Regions from separate parts of the Mus musculus genome. Here regions 2, 3, 4 and 5 are each linked to region 1. A link is a contact called in public HiChIP or PLAC-seq and promoter capture Hi-C data. All regions are on one chromosome and are shown on one strand. The core of a region is the stretch at or near the end of the contact, and the rest is flanking DNA. Distances in the headings are between cores, read along the strand shown.

Region 1 (2,839 bases), core at 117-2,616:
TAAGTCCCTGCAGGTTTCAGAATCTCCGGTCTTTTGTCCTTGTTCCTATCTCTGCAGGATAGGCAGAGGGAAACACTAACACAGCACCTAGTGTCAGGTGGACATTCAGTATTGATCACTGCCAGTACGCCAGCAATTCCACAGTAGCAATTCACCACAGTAGCTTTGGGTCTGTCCTCTCACCTCTGCAAGATTATTTATGACACATTACACCAGGGTGGGCTGATGGAGGGAGAATGGGGATATTTATCTGTTTTCTCTCTCTCTGTCTCTCTGTCTCTCTCTCTGTCTGGCTTCTAGAAGAATCTTCGGGCCTCCATCAGCAGCCTCTGGGACCTGGCACAGGACAATTGTGCAAGGAATAAGCATATTGTAGGGCTTCCCGTATTCCAAAGATGATTTGGGAGAATCAAGTCATACCACCATCATCCCACCAATCAGGACTCAGCTTTCTAACTCGGCATTATTATATTTTTAAAGATCATTTTGGCTTAGTTCCCTCTACCCAATTGAACAGGCAAGTTATGACCTGAACTTTCAAAGGCCAGTTACTAACCCTAAGAAAGTAAGCAAAGAGATTCTGCCCTTCTTGTCCTCCGTGTATGGGAGGAGGGGTGATGGGTCAGATGCAGGGAAACTTAGGAGCAATCTGAGCCCCTGCCTCCTGCCGATCCAGATTCCCGAACCCACAGAGCGGTGGGTGCTGCAGGTATGGGGAGCTTACCGTTGTCAGTGGATTCACTCATGCGTCCTTCTCTTACATCACCCTCGCTTGGTAAATGACACTGTGTTCAGAAGCCAGGTCCCATCGTAGCTTGATGTTCCTACTATCCAGGTTTCTTTTAGCCTACCGTTAGACTGCACTGCAGTTGCTGCTCCACCCATACCTAACCTTCCCTTCCTCAGACGCCAGTTCCTCAGCTAAAATCATCTCCCTTCCACTCTCTCCCTATCCAGTTTAGCGAAGTCATTGTGGGCATGCCCCTCATCTCCTCTGAAAAAACGTCCTCATCTTCCCAATGTGTATCTAATAACGACTGGGCAGTTGGGACTCCAGACTCCATTCATTCAACGGGAGAACTCAGGTTATTAATAGCAATGTCGGGCAGAGGATGAACTCTCACTAAATGTCAATTCTCGTCAATGCATCCTTAAAACACTATTTATGAAGCCTGAGGGGCTGGCTCTGTGATATTCTCTGCCACCTGGCAATGAAGACAGACGCGGTTCCTGGACCACTTTTGCGCAGAGTAATGGGTCCCGCCCTGCCCTCCGACTACAAGTCCCAAAAGGCCACGCGGCGCCGCACATAGCCCCGCCTCCAGTCGCATGCGTAACGTCGCGACGCCGACCGCGAGCGGGCGCCGGTGGCTGCAGCCAGCGGGCGGGGCGGGGCCGGCGGGAGCGGCGGCCTTTAGGGCGGAGCCGGCTCCGCTGTCCGCAGTCGGCCGCGGGTTAGCGGGCAGAGCGTCTCCTGTCGCCGGTTCCCCTCGCTCACTGCTCTCTCGTGCCGGAGGCCGCTCCTCTCGGCTCTCGCTCTCTCTCTTTCTATCTCTCTCCCTTCCGTGGATCCGCCATGTCGGAGCCGGGCGGCGGCGAGGACGGCTCGGCCGGCCTGGAGGTGTCGGCGGTGCAGAATGTGGCGGACGTGGCGGTGCTGCAGAAGCACCTGCGTAAGCTGGTGCCGCTGCTGCTGGAGGACGGCGGCGACGCGCCGGCTGCGCTGGAGGCGGCGCTGGAGGAGAAGAGCGCCCTGGAGCAGATGCGCAAGTTCCTGTCAGACCCGCAGGTCCACACGGTCCTGGTGGAGCGCTCCACCCTCAAAGGTGCGCGGCGCCCCCTCCCCGGTCGCGTGGAGCAGCTAGGGTGCCCGGACCGCCAGCGCCCGCACAGTGGGGTCGCTTTGTCTCCGCGGCTTCTCAAGATGGCCGAGTTGGGTGGAGACAGCGTCTCCCGGTCCCGGCTGGGCACAGGGCCGCATCCCTGCCTCCAGAGTCACATGAGCTTTTTTGGTTTCGATTCGTATCCAAGCTTAGCTCGCTTTGGGAAGAGTGTGTCTAGGACAGCCTAGGTGCTGGCCCTTGGGTGGGCTCGGGGACCGGTGGGTTGGCGGGAGCCGGAGTGGGCAGGCCCTGGTCACCCAGCATCTCTGCTGTCTGCGGCTGCCTACGCGTAGGCCTCCATTGGCCTCGCAGCATCATTGTTGAGTGGGTGTATCTCCCAGTTTTACAAACCAGGAAACTGAGTCCCGTGGCTGGTCCAAGGTCACCAGCTAAAATACAGGACCTTGAGATTAGACTCAGCATATCAGTTTCCAGTCCAAATTGCTTGTTTTGCTGATCATGGCTTGAAATTGTTGCTTAGATGACCCTAATGACAGCTCTGTGACATTTAAGTCTGATTTCAAAGACTTAAGAACTGTTGCTTACCTAGTTGGGGAAGGAGGCAAAGAAGCTGACATGTTCCCGTTGTGTCCTCCAGCAGAGACTCTCACAACATCCCTAGATTGATCTGGAATAGGGGGCTTGCTTGCAGGACTCCTTCCTTCTTGAGGCTTTAAAACCACTTTGTAGCATCTGGGGAACTTGTATGACATGCTGGCGAATGGGTGTGGCATTTCCCTAGGAACCCAGATGTGCTGTTTAAAAGTAAAATAGCCCTTAGGGATTGAAGATGGACTGAGAATATTTGCTAGCAAGTTCCCTAGAGTTCCAAAGGCTGTGTGGTTCCGTTAGAAAACCAGAGTGGCTGTCCTTTCGATAGTTTGTATCGCTTTAAGGCTATTCTTAATTACAAAATGTTCACACAGCCTTGGTTTGGGCCTGCAGTTAGAAGATAG
Region 2 (2,839 bases), core at 158-2,657, 1.2 Mb after region 1:
TGGGACAAGGTAGCTGCCCCTTGCTGCTCCCCTTCAACTTCCTGGGGCATAGAGGGGTCTTGCTCAGCATTCCCCAGCTTTTTGTGAGTTTGGGATTTTGAAGGATGGTGGGAGAAATTGAACCTGGTCAGAGAACAACAGAAGAGGCAGCTCCACCGTACCAGAAAGCACAGAGAAAGTCTCCCGAAAGGGGCCCGGAGGGGACAGCACCAGGCCAGTGTGAGGAAAGGCGTGTCCTACAGTACACTGCAATGGGTTCAAATGACAGTGCCAAGAGGCACTAAGGATGGGGTGGAGTGGCTCAGGAGCCAAGTTTGAGGAGGCCGAGGACGTGAGATCTGGTGCTGGGCAGGTTTGGTGGGCTGCCAGTAATCCCAGGGCTCAGAAGGCAGAGACAAGTTCCTCAGAGCAGGCCGACAGGCTGAATCTGTGGACTTTGGGTTCGTAGGGCAAGTGATGGAGGAATATATGTCAGACATCTGCCTTCCACACACGCACACACATCAGTACGGATGCAAACGGACATACACGTATGTACATACAACACACACACATACACCACACCACACAGGGCAGGAGGGAAGGGAGAACATGCTTTCAGACACAAAGCTCTGGCACCAGAACTCAAAGGTCCCCCAAGCCATCGCTACAGCGTCCAGTGGTGAACCAGAGCAATCACAGGGCTTGGTGGAGACTGGACAGAGGACATAGTCAGGGGCGGGTTCTATCTGTGCACCCGCAAATGCCAAGGCCTTGAGGCAGCTAACCTTGCTTTACAAAGTGCCACTGAGCAACTTCTACTTCAACACTGAGAACCTGTGTCTCAGACAAAAGCACAGAGCTCCATGCTCCACTTGGCCGCCTGCCTTCCGGAGAAGTAGGGTTACACCAGCTCATCCCTCCAACTGGGCTAGAGTGTGTCCAATTGTGTCAGAGAGAGAGCAAAGCTCCTGGGTAGCTGATTTGGCCAATTACCCAAAGAAGCTAGAGGGTGAGGCGCGCGCGGTGGCTCACACCTGTATCAGTGCGAGGAAGGCTGAGGCAGGACTGCTGAATCCAAGGCCAGCCTAGGCTACACGCACAATGTGACTCGTCCTTACGAACACCACAAGAAAAACAAAAGTCACAGATCAAATCTGCAGCGAGTGGTCACGCTGTGGCTGGCCTGGGACTCTAGTGCGGAAAGCAGGTCCCGCGCTCAGTTCGATTCCTTCAAACCCCGCTACGGGCTTGAAGGGGTGCCCCGCTGGGGAAGCTCGTTCTTGAGTCCCGACCTGGGGCGCTCGAAACCCACAGTGTCCTCTGTCCTCTCCCGCCACCCCATGTTCGGCCACTCGCGATCAGCTAACTCACCTCCCGGATCAGCGACCCCGCAAGTCTCCCGCGCGCTCCGCCCGCTCCTGAAGCCCCGCCCATCTCAATCTTCTCTTCCAATGAGAGGCCAGAGTCCGAGTCTGCTCCACCCAGAAGAAACGAAGAGGCGCCTACGTGGCTGACTAATTGGCCAATCCGAAGTCACACTCTCCCTAGAGGGGCGAGGGTGCCCCTCCGGTCTTCACCGCCGATTGGTGGCCAGCCGTAGGGGCGGGATCCTTGCACGGATTGGAGAAGGGCGACTCTGGGGCGGATACTACTCTCCGATTGGTTCATATTACGAGCTCTGGCTGCGGATTGGGCTTCGGAGCTGTCATCGTGTCTGCGGGCGGGGCGGGGTGGCGCCTTGTGTGGGCTCAGCGCGGGCGGTGGCGTGAGGGGCTCAGGCGGAGACATGTCCTCGGGGGTGGCCGCGCGTCGCGACGCCAAGAAGCTTGTGCGCTCGCCAAGTGGCCTGCGCATGGTGCCGGAGCACCGCGCCTTCGGAAGCCCTTTCGGCTTGGAGGAGCCGCAGTGGGTTCCGGACAAGGAGGTGCGTCCTAGCCCCCGGGTCCCCAACCCGAGCCGGGGCGTCTCCCGCCTCCGTCCTAGGGACGCTCGGCCGCGGCTCCCCTCCGGGCGTTCCCGCTGTCCCTTCTGCGCTGTGGGGCGTTTTCCATTCCTTGGCGGTCATTGGCTGCGCGGTGCGGAGCCCCGGGGAGGCCCGAGGGGGAGCGGTGGAGCGGCTCACCCGTGAGCCGTGCGCGAGTTTGGGGCTGGAGTGTGTCCGTGGGGCGAGGGTGAGGGAGTCCGCCTCCACCTGCCCACGGAGGAACGGTGCCAAAGGGTTTGCAATCTTCGAAGTTCTAAACTCTGCAAAGCTTGGCCACTTGGGAGAAAATAGGAGCAATTCACGCATTCCATGCGATTTTATTTCAAAGCAAATTAAATATCTTTAAAAGACACCAACGAAAGTACTGGCGACTTTGATAAACTTTGAAACAACTTTTCTTCATTTATTCATGTGTGTATGTGCCTTTGTCCCCAATGTCACAGCGCTGGTGTGTAGATCAGAGGATAATTTGTAGAAGAGAGTTTTCTTAAACCATCTGGGTCCCAGGGACGGAATTCAGGTCTCAGGTGTGGCGGCACGTGCCTTTACTTGGTGAGCTATCTTAATGGCTCGTGTAAATTCATCCATGTTTCTGTTTCTCTCCCTCCTTCCCTTTCTCCCTCTCCTTCCCTTCCTCCCCTCTCCCCCTCCCACCTCCCCGTCCTTGGCCTAGCACTCATAAGATCTGCCTTCAGAGTGCTAGGCATGCACTACCACACGCCTCTACCACACACTGTTGCTATGTTGTCCTCGAACTCCTCCTCCCTCAGCCTCTTGAGTTAAAGATGTGCTTCACCACACCTGGCCTCCTCCCAAATTTTTTAAGTTAGAGTCCCTGCTTGGAATTCTAATCAGCTGCTCTTCTTTCCCCTT
Region 3 (2,839 bases), core at 251-2,750, 1.2 Mb after region 1:
TCTTTATTTCTCCATGGGAAGTCACACAACAGTCTAGGCAGGGGGATGTTGAACTGGGTGTGGCAGAGAAAACTAAAGGACAGGTGAGGGCAGCTAGGGACAGGGTAAAGTGACCTTAGTACAACTAGGTCCTGTGGCCTTTGTAGACCAAGCTAAGGAGTTTTATGCTCATGCTGAGAGTGATGTATGTCTGCAGCAGGGTTGATTAGCTTGGTCTTTCCTCCTCCCCAACACAGCAGGGGTGCTCCTGTCTCAAGATTTAATGGAGTGTTCTACGCTGGTTCCGTGGTCCTGTTCTTTCCTGTGTGTGTCAGCACAATTTTCTGACCTTGGAGTTTGGGTCATGTGCCACTCCCTCACCACTCTGCCTGCAATTTTACTGTTTTCAACAAGTCAGATTCTGTTTGAGCTTGTTTTTTCTCATTGGAATGGGAGCTGGCCAGCAGACACCATCTGCCACTTTATGTACCTGGGTCTTCCTGTGAGAACCTTGGGAACTTAGTGGATATCAGTTGAAGGGGCAAAAGAACGAGATGATAAAGCTTGAACAAAGCAATGGCAGGGACAGATGAAACAAAAAAGCCCTTTGCTTGCTGAAGAAGTGTGTGCATATACAGGACTCGGAGGGGCAGTGATTGACCCATGGGAAAGAAATGGGCTCCCGCTTAGCCTACTCTTTTCTTTCCAACACCACCTGGGCAGGGGCCGTCATATGCTTTGTTCAGATGTATGGCAGTGGCTGAAGAGCCGGCGACACCCAACATCCAAGCAGCAGTTTGTGTGCTGGGGCAAGTGAAGCCTGCAGTAAAGACTGAACCCACAGCCTCTCCTTAGGCCAACATGGGCTGCTGCGCTCCCCACGGGAGCTGCCCCTTTATTGGCCAGCCTTTGAATTTTCTAGGAGGTCAAAGTAACTGGATCTGCTTGTTAAGATCAAAAGCACCTGCCTCCCTGATGTTGGTAGGTATAAGTGCAGGGTGGAGGACCGCAGCAGGTTCTGGGCAATACCATCAGAAGAGGGAAGCGTTTCCCAAGGTGGGGAGGCTGTGGGCATTCGCAACCCCTCCCCGTTAGTAATACAACCGCGCCATTCTGGAAACGTCTAAAGGCACCTGGAGGGTTCCCAAGCCGGTGGCAGGCAAGCTCGGCCTTGCCACTGACTCAGCGTCCCCTCCAACCCGCTGCTGAGTCAGGCCTGCAGTTGGGGTGCCAGGCGGCTGTGCGAGGCTCAGGAGCAACCTGAGCTGGCAAGCCTGCCCTTTGGGCCAGGCTGGAGGTCGAGCGAGAGCTGCGGCCAGGAGCGAGCCGCAGAGGGTGGGTCCTGGCCGCCTGGCGATCTTCCCGTCCTCCACGGGTGGAGGCGCGGCGAGGGAAGCCTCCCGGTCTGAGGCCACCACACACAGATTAGAGAGGCTCCTGGAGAGCTCCGGGCTGCGGACCCCAGCCTCAGTTTCCCCTGAGCCCCGCCCGGCGGCGCGAGGGCGGGTGACGTCACGGCGCACAGCATTGTGGGGCGGGCGCGGCGCCGGCGACGCCATTTTCGGCGGCGGAGGGTGGCGCGAGGCTGCGGAGCGCGGGTCAGGGTGAGGATGCTGCGGGGCGGCTGCGGAGGCGCCGCTTGCTGCTGAGGCGGCTGGGCTCTGCGCGGCCTCGGCCTGTGACAGCGCGACGAGCGCGACTCTCCCGATCGGACGGTGAGTGCGCGGCCTGGTCCCCGCCCCGCCCCGGGCTCCGCGCGGCTGGTGCGCAGTGCTCCAGACGCGGCCGCGACCCCTTCCCGCCTGCATCCTCCGGGCTGAGGCTTCTGGACCTTTCCGTCCACCGCCGCATCTGCACCCGGCCCTTCCAGGCTGCGATTTTGCTCCTCCGCCCGAACCCAGTCCCCTCCCTGGCCTTTCCATCCCTGTCTGCACCCTGGGGTTCCCTCTCCTCTCCGCTCCGTCCGCGCCCCTCCGTGCTCCGGTCTCTTGTCACCTCTGCCTGCGCGCCAGTAGTCTGCGGTCCTTGTCCTCTCTCAGCCTGTGCACATCCAGCAGGGGTTTCTGTCCTTTCTCCGCCTGCGCCTTTCTAGGCTCGGGTCTCTTGTCACCTCTCTGCGCTCCTCCAATCTGCGGTCCTTGTCCCTGTCTACCTGCGCCCCTGCTTTGGGTCCCTTCCCTGTCACTGGCTGCGCCCCTCCTGGCTGGGGTCTTTGTCGTCATCTCTCTGCCTGTACATCCAGGCTGAGGCTCTTCTCCCTTCCCTTCCTGTTCTGGTTCGGGTCCTGTCCTATCTCTGCCTGTCCCTCTCTGAGTTGAGGTCCTTGTCCCTTCTTCGTCCGTGACCCTCTAGGTTTGGGGCTCAGCTCTCTCTGCCTGCACTCTAGACTTCTGTTCCTGCCCCTTCTCTTCCACTCCCCTCCTGTGTCCCTCAGGCTTCTGTCCCATCTGTGTTCAGGGCCCCGCCCTGACTCGGGCCTCGGGGCGGGGGCGGCCTTCCAATGGCAGCTGTGGGCTTAAGGGACCCAAAGCCTGTCTGCTGAGGTCCTGAAGAGGTGGTGGTGGTGGTAGTGTGTGTGTTGGGGGTCAGCCGACTGGCTTTGTCTCAGGCCTCCCCGCCCTTCTAGCCCCCACCTCTCCCCGGCACCGCCCTGGGTGGCGTGCTGTCATGCTGTGGTCCATGGCCAGTGGCCAGCCAGTCTCTTTCTTTCAGTGGCCGGGTGTGGAATCTCCCTGTGACCTGAATGTGCCCGGCCTGGAGTGCTTTTCCTTGTTACATGTGGAGCCCCCTTCCCGTAAAAAAAAATTAAGGTGTTAATAAAGTAATATTAATATGTGACCGAGTGGATGGCATTATAATG
Region 4 (2,839 bases), core at 236-2,735, 1.1 Mb before region 1:
GGAGATTAAATTCAAGCTGTCAGCTTGGTGGCAAGTACCTTTGCCCATTTACCAAAGGAGCTATGTCAATGACTTTATTTACATTTTATTTAAGGGGGTTCTGTGGGGATCAAAGAGCAACTGCAGGAGTCAAGGATCAAACTCAAGTTTGGCTGCAAGCACCTTTACCCAGTGAGCCACCTCCCTGGCCCAATAAATGTATCACTTCACTCAGCTCCTCCTCCTTTGGAGCCTCAGAATGGGGCATGGGGGGCGTCTCAGCTGAGTAAAAGGCACTGAGCCCTTGCTGGGGGGTCTTGCAGGAAAAAGGAATTGCCCCAGGGACACTGGCAGAATCAATACCCACACACACACACACACACACACACACACACACACACTCCCATCCCATCCTCTAAGCCATCCCTGGTTGAAAGCCACTAAGTGAGGGTGTGTGTGTGTGTGTGTGTGTGTGTGTGTGTGCCTGTCTGTCTGTCTGTCTGTCTGTCTGCATTTGACGGTGAACATATTGGTGAACTGTCGACATGTGTCACGGTGAACAAAGATGGATTTGGATTATGTGTGCTTTGGTGTAATTTGTGTGTTTGTTGGGTGATTCCACAAATCTGAGACAGATTTGGGGTCTGGGCATACGTGTTGCTGCGAGGTGTGTACATGTTGGAAAGAATCAGTGCTTTTATGTTTCAGAATGATAAGGCCCAGACTGTGACTGTGGTACCTGCGAGAGGAGGGGGTGGGGGGGGGGGGTGACGCATGATGTCGTCGGTGTTTACCAGTGGTCTCCTGTGTTTACAGGCGGGCTGCGTGGAGGGGCAGCATAGGCAGGAGGACTCTCAGTCTTTTCATAGCTGGCGCTTCCCCTGCTTGGAGCAGATCAGTGTTCCTGCTGCCCTGGTCTGTGACCTGTGCCCCAGGGACAGGCAGTAAGGTTTGCCTGTGCCGAAAGGTGTGTTTGGGTTGGGGGTCCGTGGGGCAAGTGCATCTGCACCTTCCCCAAACTCCACAATGGCAAGGCTCGTCGGAGGGCTTCGGCTTTTCGTGGTGGTTTTCGTGTGTGCATCTGTGATCATGTGCATCTTCCACATCTTCGTGGTGTGCGTTTGGGTCCTCCTGGGCTTCTGACCCGCGCCATGTGTGCGCGGGACTCCAGCCCTAAGTGTCTTACTGTGTCTGTGAGCGTTTTTGTATTCTGAGTGCGTGCAAGGGCTTTCGCCCGCCTGGCTTGGTTCCTGAGACTTGCGCTAAGCGGGCCTGTGTGAGCGCCGCCGCCTCCGCCTCCAGCCGCGTGCTGTCCTGTGTGCGGACCGCGTGCCCATCGTGCGCAGGTACCCGTCTAGCCAAAGAGTGCGGCCGCGTGCTCGAGCCGCTTCCGGGCGCCGCGGCGCTGGGGGGCGGCCCCGCCAGGGGGTGGGTCACCGGGACTGGCCGGCGCCTGCCCCGTGCGCGCGAGGCGTGGGCGTGGGCGGGGGCCGCGGGGGGGGGGACGACAGTACGAAAAGGCGGCGCGCGGGCCGCAGCGGCAGCTCCTCGGCAGCCGCACTTAGCAGCGTGCGCCCCGGTGCAACCCTGGCTTTCTTCCCGCTGGACGCCCGTGCCCCCTTCGTGGTCCGCAACCAGAAGCCCAGCGCAGCCCCCGGAGCAGCCCCTGCACCGCCTCCGCTCCCCGGACCGCGACCCAGGCCGCCCCGAGATGATCGCGACCGGAGCCCTCCTGCGCGTCCTCTTGCTCCTGCTGGCTTTCGGCCACAGCACCTATGGTGAGCCCCCCCTGGCGGTTTGGCTTGCGCCCCCTCTGGGGAAGCCTGCGATGCCCCGCCGACCACCCCACCGACCACCCCATTCTCCCTGTCCCATGCGCCCCAAGTCCCGCCCGTCCCGCCTAACCCTAAGCCCTGCACTGTGCCCGCCTCATCCGCCCTGCACCACTCTTGCTTGTTGAGCCCAATCCCGGGGTCCCAGGGTTTGTGGGAGGTGGAGGGTCCCAGCCCCTTCTAGCCCGGCAGAAGTGGCGTTCAAGAGGGGTGTCGTTGCTCGGATTGAGGAGGTATGAAAAAAAAAAAAAAGAGACTGCGTTGGGAGGTATCCTATTTAAGGAAAAAAAACGTTCTAAGGTGCAACTTTGGGGGTGTCTGTCACGGCTTATGTGCTTAGGAATAGGTCTTGGGGGCTTTGGGGGGGTGACTTTGCAGTCGTAGTCCCTAATTTCCAACAGGAGCACAGCTGGAGCCCCTCTTGCGTGGCGTGTTTCTCTAGGTGAGGGGCTGCGACACTTCTGTCTGCAGAGGCCATCTGTCTTTGGTAGGAGAGAGTTGGCCCCTTCCCGCAGCGACCCCAGCCCTCAATGCGCCAATAGTTGTGAGTGGGGGGTCGGAGGCTGTCTGGGAAGGCCGAAAACTGGTTGAGTAAATGCATACAGTAGGTGTCTATTAAAGTGTCAGACTCCCTTAAGAGCGTCGGAATCTCAGAGGCCCTGCAGAGCTATTGCGCAGTTCTTTTAATGTGACCAGTGTGGGGTAGGAGAAACGTGGGAGGTAGGATTTGGTTGCCTGGTTTAACTAGGGTTAATCTTGGGGTAAAATCTAGCCTTTCACCTGTGGGCTAGGCAGGTGGGCTTGTCTGGGCTTTCCCAGAGACCTCGAAATCTTCCCTTTAGCTCACTTTGCAAATGGGAGGCTAGACAGAATGACCAGGGGTCAAAGGCTACCTCTTCATTGTCCCTCATTCCTACTTTTAGGGGCCTAGGGGCTCTTATTTTCTTTGGGGAGAAAGGTGTCTGCTTTGCACTTGGAGAATCAGGGGTGTGCTGTGCTTAGCCCATGGCTAGGGGCAGGCACAATTG
Region 5 (2,839 bases), core at 128-2,627, 1.1 Mb after region 1:
AGCCCCACTTCAAAAGCCAAAGTCAAAGGACACCAAGGAAATGATGGTGGGCGGGCAGGGAGGCCAAACTCTGGCACCTGGGCATGCACCAAAATACACAAAAGGTTTCGTCAAAGGTGTAAAAGGTTGCTTGAGGAAAGGGAAGATGTGACATGTCAACTCCCTCTCCTGAAAACAGCTGGACAGGAACAAAACAAAGCAAGCTCACCGGTGTGCTGGTGTATCCCTACAATCCTAGCGTCGGGGATACAGAGGAAAGGGAACTACGAATTCAAGATCACCATGGGCTACTTGGTGACCCTAAGAATTCAAAGCAAAACGGAAATAGGGGAACACGGTAGGGATTTGAACGACAGACAGAAGGTCCTCATGATCCAGCCTGGGTGGATGTCTAGGCCTATGAATTCTGTCTTAAACCATGAGAGCGAGCTGCGTACACTGCCATTCTAGTCAACCCACCAGGTTAGCAACACAATTTCCTTAGATCCCCCCCCCCCCCATCCTAATCTACTCTCTGGAACCAGTTTGGAAGTTAACAGTAGCTCTTCCACACTCACAGGAGCACCATTCGTCCAGACAGCTAGCTAACTTTCTACTTTTCTGAAAGAGGAGCTACGAAACTTCCAAATCCTCACCCTGACTTCAAATACCCGCCGCCCAAACCTGCCGACTGCGATTAACTCGGTCACTCGCCTCCCGGTATGTGCGCTTAGAGCATTTCCCACGCTCTCAGGTTTCTGTCAAACAGCTCACTTCTGGCGGGCAGGCCACAGAACTCAGTCCCCGGGAGGGTCCAAGCCCGGCCCTCGCAGAGCTTTTACCCCGGGAGGTCTGGGCGGCGGCGGTCTTGGCTGCCGCGGGGGGCTGCGAGGTGGGAGATCGGCCCTTCACGGGGAGCGGCACCGCAGCGGTGCCCCCAGCGGCATCCCCCCTCGCCCTTCCCGGCTAGGTCTGACCCGGGCAGCCGGTGAAGGGGCCGGCGGAGGCGGCGGCAGCTACTGGCCGCGGCGGCCGCTCCCGGGTCTCGGCCCGGCCGGACGCGCCGCCGCCTGACCTCACAATGGGCGCGCGGCGGGCGCGGGCCTGCGCAGCGAGGGCGGCGGAGCGCCCGAGGCCGGGAGAACGGAGCTCGCGCCCTCGCCCCACGCTCACCTGGGCCGCACGCGCCATCGCGCCCCGCCACCTACACTTCCGCAGCGTTGTCGCCGTCCTCGCAGAGCGGGCCCGTCAGCAGTGAGCCCGGGGAAAACTTGTCCTCTCCTCGTCCCGCGCGGGCCCCGCCGCCCGGCGTCCGTCCCAGGGAATGCGCACGGTCGGCCTCGCCGCGCGTCGGCTCGGGCTTTGCGACGCCGCCGTAACGCCAACCTTTCCACTGTCGCGATCCTGCCGTACGCGCGGGCCATGGCGGCTTTGCGGCCCGGAAGCAGAGCGCTTCGCCGGCTTCTCTGCCGGTCCTTCTCCGGCGGCGGCGGCGTTAGGTTGGCCCGTGAGCGCCCTACGGATCACAGGGATGCGGCGTCCAGCCGGGTAAGCGGGACGCCGGGGGCGCTGGCAGGGAGGAAGGCCGCCGAGCAAACCCACGCCGCCTGCACCTCTCCGACGGACTGATGATCACTGCCCGGGATCCGCTGTGGAGAGCGCGAGCCTTGCTTATCCCCGAGTTAATTCCCATTTGTATTAACACAGCTCTTGAAGGGTGTTCTTTCTCATTTTCGCATCGTTAAGATTAGTGTTCGACTTAAAGCCGTGGCTGACTTCATCATCCCACTTCTGTAGACTTCGCATTGTTTGTAAACGTGCACGCGATGTCAGAGATCCACAGTGCAGGTCTGCAGCAAGAATGGGCGTGAAGCCTTTTTCAAAAAAACAATTGCTGGGCTGGAGAGATGGTTCAGCTGTTAGGAACACCGAAGACAGTAACAATGCACTCACATATATAAAACTAAATAAAGCTTTTTTTTTTTAGTCAGTTGCACTTCTTTTTTTTTTTTTTTTAAGATTTATTTATTTATTATATGTAAGTACACTGTAGCTGCCTTCAGACACTCCAGAAAAGGGAGTTCACATCTCGTTACGGATGGCTGTGAACTACCATGTGGTTGCTGGGATTTGAACTCTGGACCTTCCAAAGAGCAGTCAGGTGCCCTTACCCACTGAGCCATCTCACCAGCCCTCAGTTGCACTTCTTTGCAACAGAATGCTTTGCTTAAGGAAGGCCTAGGTTGCCAGGCGTGGTGGCCCACGCCTTAATCCCAGCACTCGGGAGGCAGAGGCAGGCAGATTTCTGAGTTTGAGGCTAGCCTGGTCTACAGAGTGAGTTCCAGGACAGGGCTACACAGAGAAACCCTGTCTCGGGAAAAAAAAAAAAAGGCCTAGGTTTAGAGTCTATCAGTCATATGAAAACGCTAAGGCTGGAGGTAAAACATTAATCAGTGGCTACTAACACTTCAATGACCACTAAGCTAGTGATAGAGACTAGAGAGCTTGGTTTAAGCAATAATGAAGAGAGGGAAGGAGGGATGAGGAGAGAGAAGAGAGATGGAGAAAATTAAGAATTGCAAAATGTGCTTGCTGTGAAAATTTTCATCTCTGCTATGCTGTGTCTCCTTGCACACTTTTAGCTTTGAAGTTCTGACTACTCCAGTTTAGATTTGTTGCCTTAGGACCCTGGCCTCTGGCTCAGTTTCCTGGCACAAGAAAAAAAACAAGCCTTCACTTCTGTCTTTAGAAAATATAACTCTAGTCCTTGGGCAGAAAAGATGAAACAGGTGCCTGAACATGCTTTGGGAGGGGAAAATTTAACTCACCCAGCAGCTTTCTCGTGGTCAGAGTTTGCCTT

The links. Promoter capture Hi-C pulls out the DNA fragments that hold promoters and counts their contacts. HiChIP or PLAC-seq counts read pairs in DNA pulled down with a chosen protein or histone mark. Capture Hi-C pulls out chosen DNA fragments and counts their contacts.
Region 2: a promoter capture Hi-C map of liver shows a contact between it and region 1, with 4 times the contacts expected there. The contact joins the promoter of Xrcc3 here to the promoter of Dync1h1 in region 1. A contact is called at or near these places in 3 of 39 promoter capture datasets (cranial neural crest, liver and pre-B cells), 1 of 484 Hi-C or Micro-C datasets (CD4 T cells), 3 of 115 datasets of contacts at active chromatin or transcription factors (astrocytes, extraembryonic endoderm stem cells and microglia) and 1 of 9 other capture datasets (liver).
Region 3: a contact with region 1 is called in a promoter capture Hi-C map of liver, with 4 times the contacts expected there. The contact joins the promoter of Klc1 here to the promoter of Dync1h1 in region 1. A contact is called at or near these places in 2 of 39 promoter capture datasets (both in liver) and 3 of 115 datasets of contacts at active chromatin or transcription factors (astrocytes, microglia and pancreatic cancer cells).
Region 4: an HNF4G HiChIP or PLAC-seq map of pancreatic cancer cells shows a contact between it and region 1. The contact joins the promoter of Dlk1 here to the promoter of Dync1h1 in region 1. A contact is called at or near these places in 1 of 39 promoter capture datasets (hippocampal neurons) and 2 of 115 datasets of contacts at active chromatin or transcription factors (astrocytes and pancreatic cancer cells).
Region 5: a promoter capture Hi-C map of adipose tissue shows a contact between it and region 1, with 2.4 times the contacts expected there. The contact joins the promoter of Coa8 here to the promoter of Dync1h1 in region 1. A contact is called at or near these places in 1 of 115 datasets of contacts at active chromatin or transcription factors (astrocytes) and 1 of 9 other capture datasets (adipose tissue).

What each region holds. Positions count from the first base shown.
Region 1 is chr12:110,600,029-110,602,867 of GRCm38.p6, forward strand. Dync1h1 (dynein cytoplasmic 1 heavy chain 1) reads left to right here and starts at 1,367. Exons shown (of 77, transcript NM_030238.2): 1 at 1,367-1,826. The coding sequence starts at 1,577. Gm35558 (a long non-coding RNA gene) reads right to left here. Exons shown (of 2, transcript XR_381950.4): 1 at 725-2,839; 2 at 1-336.
Region 2 is chr12:111,812,472-111,815,310 of GRCm38.p6, forward strand. Xrcc3 (X-ray repair complementing defective repair in Chinese hamster cells 3) reads right to left here and starts at 1,408. Exons shown (of 8, transcript NM_028875.3): 1 at 1,354-1,408. Zfyve21 (zinc finger, FYVE domain containing 21) reads left to right here and starts at 1,699. Exons shown (of 7, transcript NM_026752.4): 1 at 1,699-1,906. The coding sequence starts at 1,769.
Region 3 is chr12:111,757,349-111,760,187 of GRCm38.p6, forward strand. Klc1 (kinesin light chain 1) reads left to right here and starts at 1,501. Exons shown (of 16, transcript NM_001025360.2): 1 at 1,501-1,694.
Region 4 is chr12:109,451,970-109,454,808 of GRCm38.p6, forward strand. Dlk1 (delta like non-canonical Notch ligand 1) reads left to right here and starts at 1,486. Exons shown (of 5, transcript NM_010052.5): 1 at 1,486-1,757. The coding sequence starts at 1,691.
Region 5 is chr12:111,711,892-111,714,730 of GRCm38.p6, forward strand. Coa8 (cytochrome c oxidase assembly factor 8) reads left to right here and starts at 1,378. Exons shown (of 5, transcript NM_026511.2): 1 at 1,378-1,527. The coding sequence starts at 1,402. Bag5 (BCL2-associated athanogene 5) reads right to left here and starts at 1,365. Exons shown (of 2, transcript NM_027404.2): 1 at 1,153-1,365.